Linked DNA regions of Anas platyrhynchos: region 1 is linked to region 2. A link is a contact called in public Hi-C data. All regions are on one chromosome and are shown on one strand. The core of a region is the stretch at or near the end of the contact, and the rest is flanking DNA. Distances in the headings are between cores, read along the strand shown.

Region 1 (7,136 bases), core at 3,998-6,497, 95 kb before region 2:
TGTGTAGATAAGATAATTCTCCATATGGAATCACCAAGATTCCACTATATATGCCTTCAGTTTTACTGGACCATGCTGTATTTAACCTCATTTTAATAAATAACATACATGATGTAATTGCTTTCCATCAAGCAAAAGCCAGATAAATGTTACTGGAATGCACCATGATTTTTTATTTACTCTGTCTTATCAGCAATACACGCTTATATATCAATGTTCTTTAACACTGAGGTTTGATGTCTGAAGATGAGTTTAATCATGAAGCTTCAAAGGCAACAGAGGGAAAAGAAATTAAGAAAAATCTGTCACTTTTAAAGAAACCATTAAATATGCTCTAACAATTTGTATCACATCAAACCTTGACTAGATGCTTACAAGATCTCACCTTTGGTACAGTATTAAGAAGCTGGTTGCAATTTCAATAAAAGAAATGCTCAAGAAACCTCAAGACAAAACACACTGTCTCAGTGGTACATTTTTAAAACAACCCAGACCCATTATAATCATTTTGTTTCATAAGGACATTATATAACTGAAGAGAGTGTTTTGAATTTATCATATGCACAGAGGATTTGTGGATATGAAGTATTCCACTAAGTTTTTGCAAAGCATATAAACTATGTTAATTCTAATATCTAGCCAAATTATATTTGGGGTAATTATTTATTATTTCTTTGAAGTGCAACAATGGTTTAGAACCAAAAATAACAGCAAATGATAACACAACCATTCAGTGTCCATCCAAAAGATTTCACAGTTCCTGCCTAGAATTGCTATCATGGAATACATAAATTTTTCTACTTGTCAAATAAAAGTTTCAAGTAACACCTCAGTTTTAGAATAACCTAAATCCTGGTGATTTCCAGGATTCATATGTTGTGAAATCAGATTTCCAAACTGAAACATGATCACACTTGAAGAAAGCTAAAAACCAGAAATATTATTTGGTGGTCCAAGCTTTGGTGTGGTTCCTGTGATGAGAAGCAATAGCTCCTAAAAAAAAATTCATGTGGCATGTTTAGCTGGCATTTTAGAGAATCTGCTGAAGAATGTCAGTTTATTTATTCAAAATTACATTTTTATGATGCTTTGCTAAATACCTATGTTATTCCTAACAACACTGTTCCTCAGTAGGGGTCCAACTCATAAGAATCTTCTATTGGACTCACAGAGTTTTTAAGGCAAACCCAAGGATAAATTTATCAAAAGACCATGGTTAAAATAAGAGCTTTGTTTAGTAAATAGAAATTCAAAGAGGCTTCTGATTCTGGGTGCACCATGCTGGCCTACTTTTCAAAAATGCTCAGCACCTGCAGTTCCCCTTGCAAAGGAGACTGGAGAATGAGACATTCCACACCTCAATTAGTGTACTGAGAGCACAAAAGCTTTAATTAACATAAAATCCAATGCAGTGATTTATGCAGATTAACCTTATTTACAGAGTTGAGCTTTAACAGGTGTTTTGTTGCCCTCCCTTCCAATCTAACAATGTTTAAGTTTTTCACTTAAGCAATTAAACTAAACAGAAACTAAGTTAAATAAATACATTGCTCTGCTTTTGCCACTCTCACTTCACAAGTATCATTAAATCAGAGAAGACTGGACATCATCATAAGAAAAAAGAGTGTCTTAAAACAAAGGATAAAAGAATTATGAACGATCATGCTTGGTAATAGTGCCTTCCAAGAGGGAGTGAATACTGAACAAATCCTTGCAGTCCACACAGGAAAGCTTCTTGTATTGTACCTTCACTCTTGGATTGTCAGCATTATGCCTTGCCAATTCATAATTAACATCTGCTGTAGCTAAAGCACCCAATGCCAGACGCGAACCACTAAGGTCCTTTTAAAGTGTTGCACCATAAGTACAAGAACCAATTTTCCAGCAAGGGAAAGAGAGGTTCAGGACATGCTCTACAGAATTATTCACTTAGAACTTGTATAAAAGCATTATTTAGCTCTGTTGTTTCTGTAGTTATCTGAATGAAATAATCGCCTGGTGGGAACAGGCCAGGACTGTGTCCCCATCACCACAGTGACCTGGCTTTGCATCTTCATTTTCACCTGGCACCTTAAATTGGAGAGGATGTTCTGCCTATGTCTCACCCTGAAAAAAAGCTTCATGTCCATTTGGCCTGTTTGGCCATTCATGAAGGGTTTTTGTTAGGACTCACTTTAGATGGTGACAGATAAACCCAAGAAACAGATGTAGGAAAATAACCTGGAGATGTCTGGTCAAAAATAATCCTCATATCCAGTGAATGGAAAGGTGAATTTAAAGGTGACAAGAACCAGAGCCTCCTCCAAAATTAAAATTCACTGTGGTATCAGCAAGCAAAGCTGTGTGTGTGCATACAAAATTAACACTGTCTGTGAAAATAAATAGCCTTGGCAGCAACACTCCAGAACTAGAGCATAATTGGCCTGCATTTTACTCCCTTCTTTTTCCTTGTAATTTCTTTGTGCTGCTTTTCTTTGTGTAAAGAAACCCTCATTCAAGGGATTTATAGCCTTTCAGGGAGGAAATTAAAGATTCAATGTCTCTCTGTCAGTCACAAAGAGAGAGATTTGATTTTTAAAATAAATTATGGTTGTTGCTTGTGAACGCAGTTTATCTGCATATCTTCAGACAATTCTAGCTGTTCTTGCATGAGAGCCTGAAATACAGCCACTAGTCAGTCTGACAGGATGGAGGTTAAAATAGGAAGCCTTTTTCTTTTTCCTCCAAGGCATATTCAGCACATGGGGTTCATCTGAACAACGAGGAGACAGCATGTTTTTGTACCTTCCCCCTCACGCTTGCATGGATCAGATTGATGAAGGAACCAGATCTGGGTTCATAGCATTCCTTTCTCTGCTCCTCCCAACACTTGATAAAAATAAAACATGGGCAACTGATTATAGATACTTATTTTTTCCCTGCAGACACTGAAACTTCAGAAAAAGCGTATTCTAAAGGGGGCCTTAAAAAGCAGGATGAGAGGTTATTCATTACCTCCTGCAAACCGGACTGCATTGAGTGCCTGGTCTTCAAATAGAAAGAGATCCTGAAAGAGAGAGAAGGCCTGGGTCCCACAATGGGCTCTGTGTGGCAGCCCCCCTAGCTGGCACAAAATCCCATTGACGGCAGTCAAACAATCTCCTCCACTGATGGACATGTAGAGGCCTACCCTGTACTGGCTGTGCCACAAGGTTTTTCCAAGAATAGCTACAGTTATTCATCCTTAATGGCCCAGAAAGTCTGGAAACTGCTCACATATTCTTGTTGAACATTATATGCGCAAACATACACTCGGAGCTAGCTGTGGGCTGAAGAAATAAAAACGTGAAGTTGATTCTGCCCGTTTAGATCCATTTTCTCTGAAAAGTGTGAGAATTAGCCTGGTGGTATAGCCGTTGTCTCTCTTCTGAAGGTTGCAGCAAATGGAAACAATGAGAAGTGCTAAAGCTAAATCCGACCCCTGGGTAAATTACATAAGCCTCCCTAGTGCCAAAATGTTGTCTGAGGAATTCCTTAGTTTTACAGCATGCAATATTTTCAACAGAACTGCAGAACTGTTGGAAAAAAAAAAGTTATTATCTTCTGTTGTGGCGCAGTGGGTGAATCTCTCCATCTCCCCAGCTTGTCTGTTTGTTTTTTAATTTTCCAGACTATCAAGCTAAAATATTACAACACAATGGATCATGTTAAAATATCGCAGCATCATGGATCATGTTAAAATATTGCAGGATGAGGCTTGGTATTGAAATCTGGACTGAAAAGCTACTGAGAAGCACAGTGTCTTCCAGAGCCCTGTGTGTCAACATATATTGTTACTGACAGGTTGGGGGCATCAATGAGTTCTGAAATTAAAAAGAATGAAATAAATCATAAAGCTGTTAAAAGCTATAGGTGGAAAAAACATACTGGATCATATAATCCACCACCATGCTGCTGCACAAAGATCTTAAGTGCCTTCTTTAGCACTCTCCACACATCGCATCTTCAACAGTCTCAGATGTTTTAGACTGCAGAAAATACCTTGCTGAAATCAAACAGTTTTAATTGACTCTTTTTCTGTGTGTCTAGGAGTATTTTTATACCCTACAAAATTAAGATACAAAAGGGGAGAAAAAGCCACTATGTTAAGTATTTTTTACTATCTATGGTACATTTAACTTTTAATTTAACTTTGTTCCTGGTTTCAACCATATTCATAGTTCACACACACAAACTAATCATTCAATGAGTACTTTAGGTTGAAGAATGGGTGTTTTTTTAGTAATTTTTGTTGCCTTTTTTTAGGAGTTTCATGAAACCCCCCTGTGGTGTTCAAGAAGACTTTATTTTCACAACCTGTTTATGAATTGAAAAATTATACTTTTAATACATTTTCTTTGGTCTGGTGCATTGAAAAAAAAAATGTGAAAGACCTACAGACTTAAGGTCTTTCTGTAAACCTGTTACAGAATTCAACTCTGAGAGTTCAATAACAGAATGATATAGTTAACAATGATGTGGTAAATGCAACATATGAACTTTTACATCCATTACTTTTGCAATATTTAATAATCATTCTATTTTTTTATTATTATTATTATTTTTTTTTTTTTAATTCAATGGGGGAAAGATGATTAAGGGCTTTTTACAGAATTCGAACAGTCTTTGAAACATTAAATAGATCTATACATTAAATAGTGTTCTCATTTGATGTTTACAGAGAAGCTATGATCACTGGCAGGATAAAACTTTTTGGTTGTTTGTTAGGTTGTTTTTTTTTTGTTGTTTGTTTTAAATTGAGAGAATAAAATGTTGGTGTTCAGACACCTGAGGCTTGCAGGTTAGTGCACACATGACGTTTCCTGGAAATAGGGGTGGAAACAAACTAAAGCAGCTTGGACCACCTCAAATCCAAGCAACTTATTTGCATCTGAAGGAGGTGATGCCACATAGTTTTGTGTCTCTCTACTCCTGTTTTCTTGCCTCCAGCACTGGCAAGAACATTTAGCAGCAGAGAACTTAGATCACTTCGTTGTAGCTATTATTGGCCTCGTTTCTCACTACTTCTTTCACTACCAAGGAAAACATCGCACTTTATGAACATGAGCCAAACGACATGAAATAAAGCTGTCTGCACGGGCCGGTTCCCACCGATGCAATAATCCACAGCACCACAGGGTGGTACTAGCTTTCTTCAGGTGGAAAGCGGTCGGGACCAGAAGCAGGGGAGTGAGGCTGGAGAGCAGCGGCAGCGAGGGACTCCGCCAGAGGCCAGCCTCGGCATGAGGACGGGGCGCCGAGCAGTGCTTCTCATCGCGCACAGACCGCACGGGTTTTATAGGAGCCACAATTTACTTCAATCACAGCTCATTCAGAGGGCTTGGGTTGCTCTCTTGCCATCTGCCGGCGCTCTGGTTCCTTTCTAGAGGGCAGAGCATGGCAATACGCAGATATTGCTGCTTTCACACACGCTTGGTGGTTCCAGCACTGCAGAGAAAATCCTCTTCTAAGCAAAAATAAGAGGTTTTGTTTTGTTTTGTTTTGTTTTCTGGACACAAATACCATTTGGAAACCCATGAACAAAGATGTTCTTACCTGGTAGTCCCAGTAAAAGATGCAGCAGTATTAGGCACATCTGCTTTTATTCACACTTGTGCAACCTCAGTGTCTTCACATAAATAATTAGCACTACTCTCTCATCCCAGAGAAACTCTTCTTAAGGAAGTACATCTCTTACCAGACCAAACAGCAACGCTTTCAGTTACTTTATCCACTGCTGAGCGTGGACAGACCACTCACCAGCACTTGTAAGCAGATGGTGTCAATGTTATCTTCACAAGCAGAAATACTGATTAAGTTGCACTTGTCCCCAGTAGAGTCAATACGGCTCCACAGGTATCTTTCAGCTTGTAGAAATCTTATTACTAGTGATAGATGAGCTGGAAAAACACAGCTTCCATCTCAAACTCAGCTGGAGTATGGGACCAGACGTTAGCAAAAGCATCTTTATAACTTCTGAACTGAAGAAACATGTTACAGAGTGATTGGAGAAAGCTGATCATGAGAGTAATGATCACCCTTTTAAGCTCTCCAGAATAGGCCAATGGTCTTGCTGCAGCTTATAAAGAAGTGCTGAGTGTTGTTAGTTCTAAAAAAAAGTGGGTGATGTTAAAATCTTAAAAGTCTGAGATCTGTCTCAAGATCACATGCAGTTCTTCCACACGGCTGGAGTGCTGAGTAAGTTCTAGAAGCCTGACTACACCGTGTCTCAAGTGAGGCACATATTTTTTCTTCCAGGAACTACAGACTGTGGGGAAAAAAATAATGCATAAGGAGTGATTTGTTTAGCAATAGGGAAATGCTGTATTAGTAGCCAGTGAGTTGTTGTAATGATCTACTGCAGTAGCTCCCTGGCCTCACAGTCTTGATCCATTAACTACACCAAACTTTCAGCATCCTCTCCAGCATAGATCAGTTAACCTGATGCTTAAAGTACCATCTACTTGTGCTTTGGGACTAAAACTGAGTGTTGCAGTTGAAAACAATCAGGTCAGACTTTAGAAGGCTCCATTTTTTTGTTCTACGGCTGAAAGGATCAGAGAAACTCTGTGACCATCTCACTGATTTTGGCTTCCCCTTCATCTCTGGACATTGTGTGTTGCACTCCAGGGAAGCTGACTGTCTGAAAGCCAAGTTGTCTCCTACAGGCCTTGCCTGCAATTCAAGATTGCTCCAAGGAGTGTGTTTTTTTCAAGTTCCTCTGCCTGCAGTGCCTGGGGTCAGCAGCAGGACTTTCCCTCTTGAGCTTGTAGCAGAGCTGGAGCTGGTCGAGTTCCAGCATGTATACTTAAAACACGTTTGTGTGATTTGGCTTCTGTGCCATCCCCCCATCCTCTCCCCACCCCCCCCCACCCCCCCCCACACACACACTCTTTGCAAAAAGGGCTGTAATTAATGGTACTCTGTGCTCTGTGGATATCTTTATTTAATTAGTGTTGTTAAAATAGATGGCAAAAAGCAATCCCTCCTCTCCTTTCATGTGCACAAAGGGTCCCACAGACAGCAGAACCAGCATCTTCCTGGGAAGCAAACTTTTATGACATGAGACAGGAATTGTACATTCCTCAACACACCACAGACGGTCTCTGTAGAGACTG
Region 2 (6,897 bases), core at 4,073-6,572:
CATGTTTAAGATTGGAGGGACCAGACCCAGGGTGATGAGTGAGAGAAATTTGTCAGGCCTGGTGGCAACTGTCAGCAGCAACTGCAAAGACTACTTATTTAAGTGAAAGAATGGAGGGCATAAAGGCAAAAATGGCCCACTTACCCTTAATTTCCTGTAGATAGACATGCATTTCGGGAGATTTTAAACTTGCCTTTGCTTTCCTCCCAGTTTTAGGGAAGGGGACTGTATTGGGAGGGGGGAAGATGATTGAAAAATGTGAAACTTATAAAGAGACAGCTGAAATCAGTTTTCTGCACTAGCCTTTGATTAGCTGTTCTCCAGCTCTAAAACCCTGAAGCTAAAGGAACTAAAAAACCAGCCATAAACAATGAACGCTTTGAATTAGCTTCTCTTCATATGTCATGCAAGAGGAGGGCAGTCACGTGCCCTCAGCAAGTGGCCACACAGAAGGTCAGCCAGAAGCTGCAGCTAAATCCAAGGGAGGAAGCTAAAAGCTAAAGGCATCTTCAGGGACTCTCAGGCAAAGACTCATTATGATCAAGTCATATGGTAATTAAGCAAAAACTACATTTGCTAACAGAGGAAAACAGACATATTGTCAACCTACCTGCACCTATGGATGTGGTGTGTTTCCGGCATCTGGCCCCATGCAGCCCAGCACCTCTGACCTGTTTTCTTCAGTGCTCAGCCTCCTATATGATCACTTCTGACTGCTCAGTGACACAAGGAGACGATCAATCTGGAGGAAAGTGAGTATGTCTAATGCAGGAAATTCAATCCATCCACCAGAAGATTTTGTTCCTTAAAACACCATTAAAACTTCAAAATACCAGTTCACTATCTATCTCAACTAGGAACTTAAAAAAAACTTGCTAGTTAATAATATAAATAATTAATAATATAACTATAATATAATAAAAATGGCTGACCATTTTGAAGAAATCATTAACATTTTTAAATCATTGTCCTATTCTGAAAGCCATTCAAGTAGGCCTGCAGAGATCCAGGCTTGAAGTCCACTGGTGGGCTTTTCATATATGTATGTTTATTTTAAAAATAGATTAAGGATGATGCTTGCAAAAAAAAGATACTGGAGAAAAAGCTTTTTAAAGGAAAAAAAGAATTGATTGGAGAAGAGCCTAAAGACAGACACCATACAAATCCTATGAAAAGTTTCAAACAATATTTACTAGAGATAACACAGTTTAATTCTTGTTTTTTGGAACCAGGAATTGTAAGTATAAATTATGAGCCAAGAGATTTTTTTATCATTTTGAATCAATTTAACTATCCACCATTAATTTTCCCTTAAGTTTTCTGTTTCTAATTTTCCTTTCTTCATGTATTACAGTCAATTTGGTGCCCCAGAGAGATTTCTGAAGACCAGTGATTATCACTAAAAGCAGTAACTTCTTCAAAGCTCATTTTTACTTAAATTTCTTTAAAGTGCAGGCGAGAAAAGTATGTTGAACTAAAAAGATTTCAGAAGTTACCCTGGAGATGTTAATGGTATGAACTTTTGGAAATCTAAAGTGCAAGTGCTCACAAAAAGAAATGTAGTATTATCAAGGAAACAGATTTTACCTGTACAGAACCCTCCTTACATCATATTCATTTATTATATATCCTGTTGCATTATTTTAACTAGAGCTAAACCCAACCTAATAATAAAACAACACTTAGGATGCATGAGAAGGTTAACCCTAGCTCTTCATCACTGACAGTACCTGTGGGTTTTTGCCTACTTTCCCAGCATGTTGTTTCTTAAAATAAATAAATTATGCTTACAACCATTAGATTTTATGGAATCAAGACACGCTTTCCCATTTGGTATTCCAAACAAGCCCAAGAAAAACAGACACCATATTCTATTTTATCAGCCATTTAAAAACAAACAAACAAACAAAAAAAAAACAACACCACTAAACAGCTTTTCAGCTCCCGTTATTCATCAATTCATCATTTGTGAGTTTCTGTCTGCCCCTCAGCCACTGAGCTTGCAACACTCCAGGAACTAAGGGAGCCATCCAGAGGTGCAGGCTTGCATAGCATAGGATGGAAATTATTTTGTTTCCTCTAGTCAGGAAAGAAATGTGTGCTAAAGTGAAGATGCTCATTTACCAAAGTAAAAAGAAAAAAAAAAAAAAGGCTAGATGGTTATAAATAGATGTGTACTTTCAAAGATGCAAAGGCAAATGCAACTGCCATTTCCCTGTGATTGCACACAGTTCAGAGAGCTCCCTGTCTCCAATGGTTTCTTTGTGTCTTAAGAGCCTGTTGCTAAAAGGTAGTTGGCAAGCACAGACCATTTGCTCTCAGGTATGAAGGAGGAAATATACATTTGGTGTTTGCACTTGCAGGATTATCCTTGAAAGTATGAAAAATCCTGATACACAAGGCCACTTGCTTATCCGTTGCTAACAGACTTTTTGTCAGCCCTGTCTCTTTTTCAATAAATGAAGTTTGCTATAAAAATATTATTACACACAATATTGTAGATGTTTACTGACATCCGCAAAAGCTAGATGTTTCCCTAAGTTCACTTACATGTGCCACCAATTTCAGTGGCACATGTTAGAAATAGTTATAATACCAATGTTATAATATGAATATGGCTGTGGAAAATGTGCATAAAAGACATGGCAGCTACTGTATTTTCCCAGTATGTTCTGTATTATAAGTGTTGGACCATTTCCATTGTAAGACCTGTTTCCAGTTGCCCGATTTCACTCATGTTAAGTTGACATTTTCTATGCCAGTATTCTGATCCAAGACAATTTAGGGGAGAAAAAATTTGGCTTTACTTGTTATCATTTCCAAGAGTCATCTCAAAGTATCCTGAGGATATTCCCTTTAAACGTGTCCTGTGTTTCTGGACTTTGAAGCAAGTACTTTGGCAGGATGGTTAGTAAGTTACAGTGTGCCAGAGGACATGAAGCCTATGAGGAAAGAGGGGAGGACAGGAGAAGATGGGGTGTTTGGGTTGAAGGTGGTGGAGGTGGTCCTCTCACCCACAAAGACAGGATATGGGAGTACAAGGAACTTGTACAAGGAAGTACAAGGAACAGGATATGAAAGGACAAGGAACTGTGCTGCAGGGGAAGGTGGAGGTGGCAAAAGCAAAGTGTCTGAGAGAGTCTGAGAAACCCAGAGCATGCTGATGTGAGAAAGAAAAAAAAAAAAAAAGACAATTTTCAGACAACAGGACTGAAAGAATTGGCTGAGAGAGAGAAAATATTTTGGCAACTGGAAAAATGGGGAGGAAAATAAAAAGTCAGGGCAGAGACAGGACTGGCAAAGAAAGAGATGGGAGGGAAAAGATAGAGCAGAAGATCAAACTTGGGGTTGAAAAGAAGTGATAGAAGAACCTATGTCACAAGCACAAGGAGGAAAAATAAACACCTTTGTAAAAGAAAGTGATTGTCAAGTGAAGGACTCAAACATTACGAAGTTTCCATGTCAGGGTTGCCTGTGAAACCCCACCCCAATCATCTTTGGGGCATTTTCATCAGAAATTCCAACTCAGGATAGCACCCATTTGCTCATGACACCTCTTCAGTTTTGTTTGACCATGACAAGGAATTCAAAAAGAGGCTGAACAAGCCTTAACCCATTATTTTGCTAGAAATAAAGCCAGACAAAATACTATATCTGGATTTCTAATAGCTTAGTCTCCCATAAAATGGTACATGTTACAAAACACACTCATTGCCAGCTGTATCAGAAGATAAATGTTAATTTTCAAGAGACATCAACAAGGAAGATGAAACATTATGACAGATTACACATGTACAACAAAGAAAACACAAAGAGGAGATAAGGCTGGTGAAAGCATTTGTTTTCAAAGTATGAAAGTAACAGAGAAACAAGCATTACAGAGTTCATTGCAAAGAAAATGCTGCAGCTGAGATCCTTGTTAGCAGCAAATGGGCCATGTTCGATAAACAGCACAAATAAAGATGGCATTTCCAATCCACTTCAGACCCAGAGGGGAACAGACGCATTGTCTGACTGCAACTGTTTAAGAAAGAAACAAAAGAAGCTTTTATATTGCTTCTTCAGTTAAATAGAATTCTGAGTTTTTATCCAGGACGGCATAAGTAGGTTTGCATTTGTCACAAACAGATTTTTTATAAAAATTATTCTCTACGTGTGTGTAACTCATCCATAACATCATCCTTTCCTGAAAATTATATACTAGGAAACACAACCTTTCTCAAACAAATAAGCAAGCAGCACACAGAAAAACAGGCAGAAACAGATTGCAGGGACATCTATTTGAGGGCAAAATGTAATTGTGATTTATGTTAGAGGTAGGGAAAAAAAAATCTAGCAAAGTTTATCAGGCTGCAGAAAAGTACAGAGAAATTATTTAAAAGCATTGTGAATATTTAAGATTTGCATCAATATCCCATCCATTATGATCATTAGGATGCACAGTCACTATTCAATCAGAAGAAAAAGTCTAGCTCAGGAAATCCCAATATAAAACAGCAAGGTGAGAAGTAATAGGAGGTGTGGGGCAATAACACTGAAGAAAAGAGATGAGAGCATAGGCTGAATTTTGTTCAACTGTGCCTCGTCAAATTCACTATATTTCCTCTCATAATACAGCAAAGAAATGTGGGTGCTACTGACAGTGTTGTTTTCTCCTTTATCTTTGCAACCAGACCCTTCAAATAAGGTTTTACCAAGATAATGATCTTTAATACTTAAATGCAGTTTATTTCAATATAAAGAAAATACAGGAATTTCTGAAACAGGTTCCCTTGTTTCCCAGAAACCTTTAAAACCTTCTAAATCTTATTTTCAATGGTGTCTAAAGTATTTAGAAGTTCCCTTCCCCATGGCCTTCTCTCTAACTCTCTTCTGATAACAAGACTTTGGAGAATGAGTGTGCCTCAAAATCCCTTTTCTTCATCAAGCAGCCGGAAGAACCTGAAAAGATGCAGTAAAATATCACTTTCATTCCACTCTTCTAATAAAGTTCATTCTTCTGCATTTTGATGTAATGGTGAAATACTTTTAAGGGTCGCTACTGACAGTTACAGTCACAAAACTGTGCTCAGCGTCCACTGAATTCTTTTGATGCCCCCTGCAGGCCAAGCTAGCTAGAAAGGCTAAATTCTTCTTGTAGGGAAAAAAAAAAAAAGAAAAAAAAAAAAAAAACACAAAAACTGGGGGGGGGTAACCCTGTAGGTAGGATCAAAATACCGATTTTATTAAGAAACAAAACAGCTTCCGTTTAATCTTGTCTCGTGTAGTTACTGATATGCAGTCCTGACTGTTCCAACATGCACAACCAGAACTCAAAGCAACTCCAGATTCCTTTCCGCTGACCTAATTGTGCAGAGCAACGAAGGCGAAGGCTGACAGCAAGGCAGTGCAGAGATGGGCAACACCAAATAGGGGGATAAAATTATTTGTGCCCATGGTATGTGAGGCTTGGAGGAGCCTGCTTCATCGTAGTGAGGACATGCAGCTTCCCCTGCAGGTAACAGCTTGCTGTCAAACCCCCTGTCACTTCCCTCTGACTGTGAGTTGTACAGATGAGCAAACTTATGAAATTAGTCAAATCTGTCATGGCACGGCTAACACAGGGTCAGTCACCTTGGAGAAGGTGAGGGATTCTCATCTTGGCAGCTTCTCCCTGCTAAATGCCCTCCAAGGCTCTGTACTACTGGCCAGAGATTCAGTCTTTGCTGGGTTCTGTCCTCCAACTTGGTGCAGTGTGTCAGGATCCTTGGGGACAATGTGATAAAACTTCACTAGCTGGTTATTTTTCATTATTTTCCCTTCTAACCTTGGAGACTGCACACTTTATATGTTTCTCATAAGGGATTTATTTTGCTAGCAGTTTGGAAAAGACTGGCTTTCTGAGATGAAATATTCTACTTCAGTACTCAAGAGGAAGGAAAATCTGTAATCACACATCATTAAATGAATCACCCCACTACACCAGCAGAATGTAACAGGATACAGTGTGCTATGAAAACCTGCTTTAGAAAGTTAAAATGACTCTTTCTTTAAAAAGCAGGATCAATCACCCGTCAATTTTTAGAGAAGATACATGAGACCTAGAAGGCATGATGCCAATATGGTGGGGGTAATTCCCAGCAAAAGGGCAGATAAAGAAGAAGCAGAAGACAGAACTTTCTAAAGGATGTATGTGAGATGAGTTGCAGGGAAGAGAATATCACTGACAATAGATAATTAGCAATGGGAAATTAGTACAAAGGAATCTAAGGTTGTAATAACCTTTTTGTTCATGCTGTCATATGCTTTCCAGAAGAAAAAAGAAAAAAAAAATCCCTCAGAGACACATCATCTAAGTTTGATGTATGCACACAGACTGATCTGGGATCATTCTGGACCTCTTAAATCAACCTGCAGCCGTTTGGAGCCAACAGGCAGCTACCAAGGGCCTTGTGGATGGGAGGGGAAGGACACAAGGTGCAAGAGAGATTCTCCAGGGGGATCGCTGCTGTTATCTGGCCTCTGCTACACAGATGTTAACTCCGAGCTATTTTGTGTGCTTCATTGATACCCAATGTCTAAGGTATAGTGCTTTTCTTCTGAAATGTCATCTTGCTGTTGTGAACCGTGAAAGAACTGCTGTGCAGAGTCTGGGGAGTGGTTTGCTTTGTTCTGTAGGGTTTATCTCTGCCGGCCTCTCACATGATAATTCTGCCTTGGCCAAGAGGAATGAGAAGGGATTGCTGTTTCAGGTCTTGCTTGATGTAAGGAAACCAGAATAACTTTTTGTATTTATTCCTTGGAGGGGACCAACGAAACTTAATTTCCTTCCCCAAAAGAAAGAGGAAATTAAAACAAGTGTTTAAAAGGAGTAGAATGTATGCTCAAAACACTTGTGAGGAAGTCAGTTCTGGTTAA

The links. Hi-C and Micro-C count contacts between places; a contact is called where the count stands out from the background.
Region 1: a Hi-C map of F1 follicle shows a contact between it and region 2, with 5 times the contacts expected there. The contact joins two enhancer-like sites. A contact is called at or near these places in 6 of 8 Hi-C or Micro-C datasets (F1 follicle, F5 follicle, liver and 2 more).

Annotation. Positions count from the first base shown.
Region 1 is chr2:123,562,887-123,570,022 of IASCAAS_PekinDuck_T2T, reverse strand. No RefSeq gene overlaps it. Among named protein-coding and RNA genes, the nearest start is that of TRIL, 25 kb to the right of the region's middle. Within about 2 kb of position 5,247, at least 2 of the 8 cell types and tissues checked have an H3K27ac peak or open chromatin away from gene starts, as enhancers often do. A contact at or near this core is called in F1 follicle and subcutaneous adipose tissue, where this site is marked.
Region 2 is chr2:123,468,651-123,475,547 of IASCAAS_PekinDuck_T2T, reverse strand. No RefSeq gene overlaps it. Among named protein-coding and RNA genes, the nearest start is that of CHN2, 27 kb to the right of the region's middle. Within about 2 kb of position 5,322, at least 3 of the 8 cell types and tissues checked have an H3K27ac peak or open chromatin away from gene starts, as enhancers often do. A contact at or near this core is called in F1 follicle and subcutaneous adipose tissue, where this site is marked.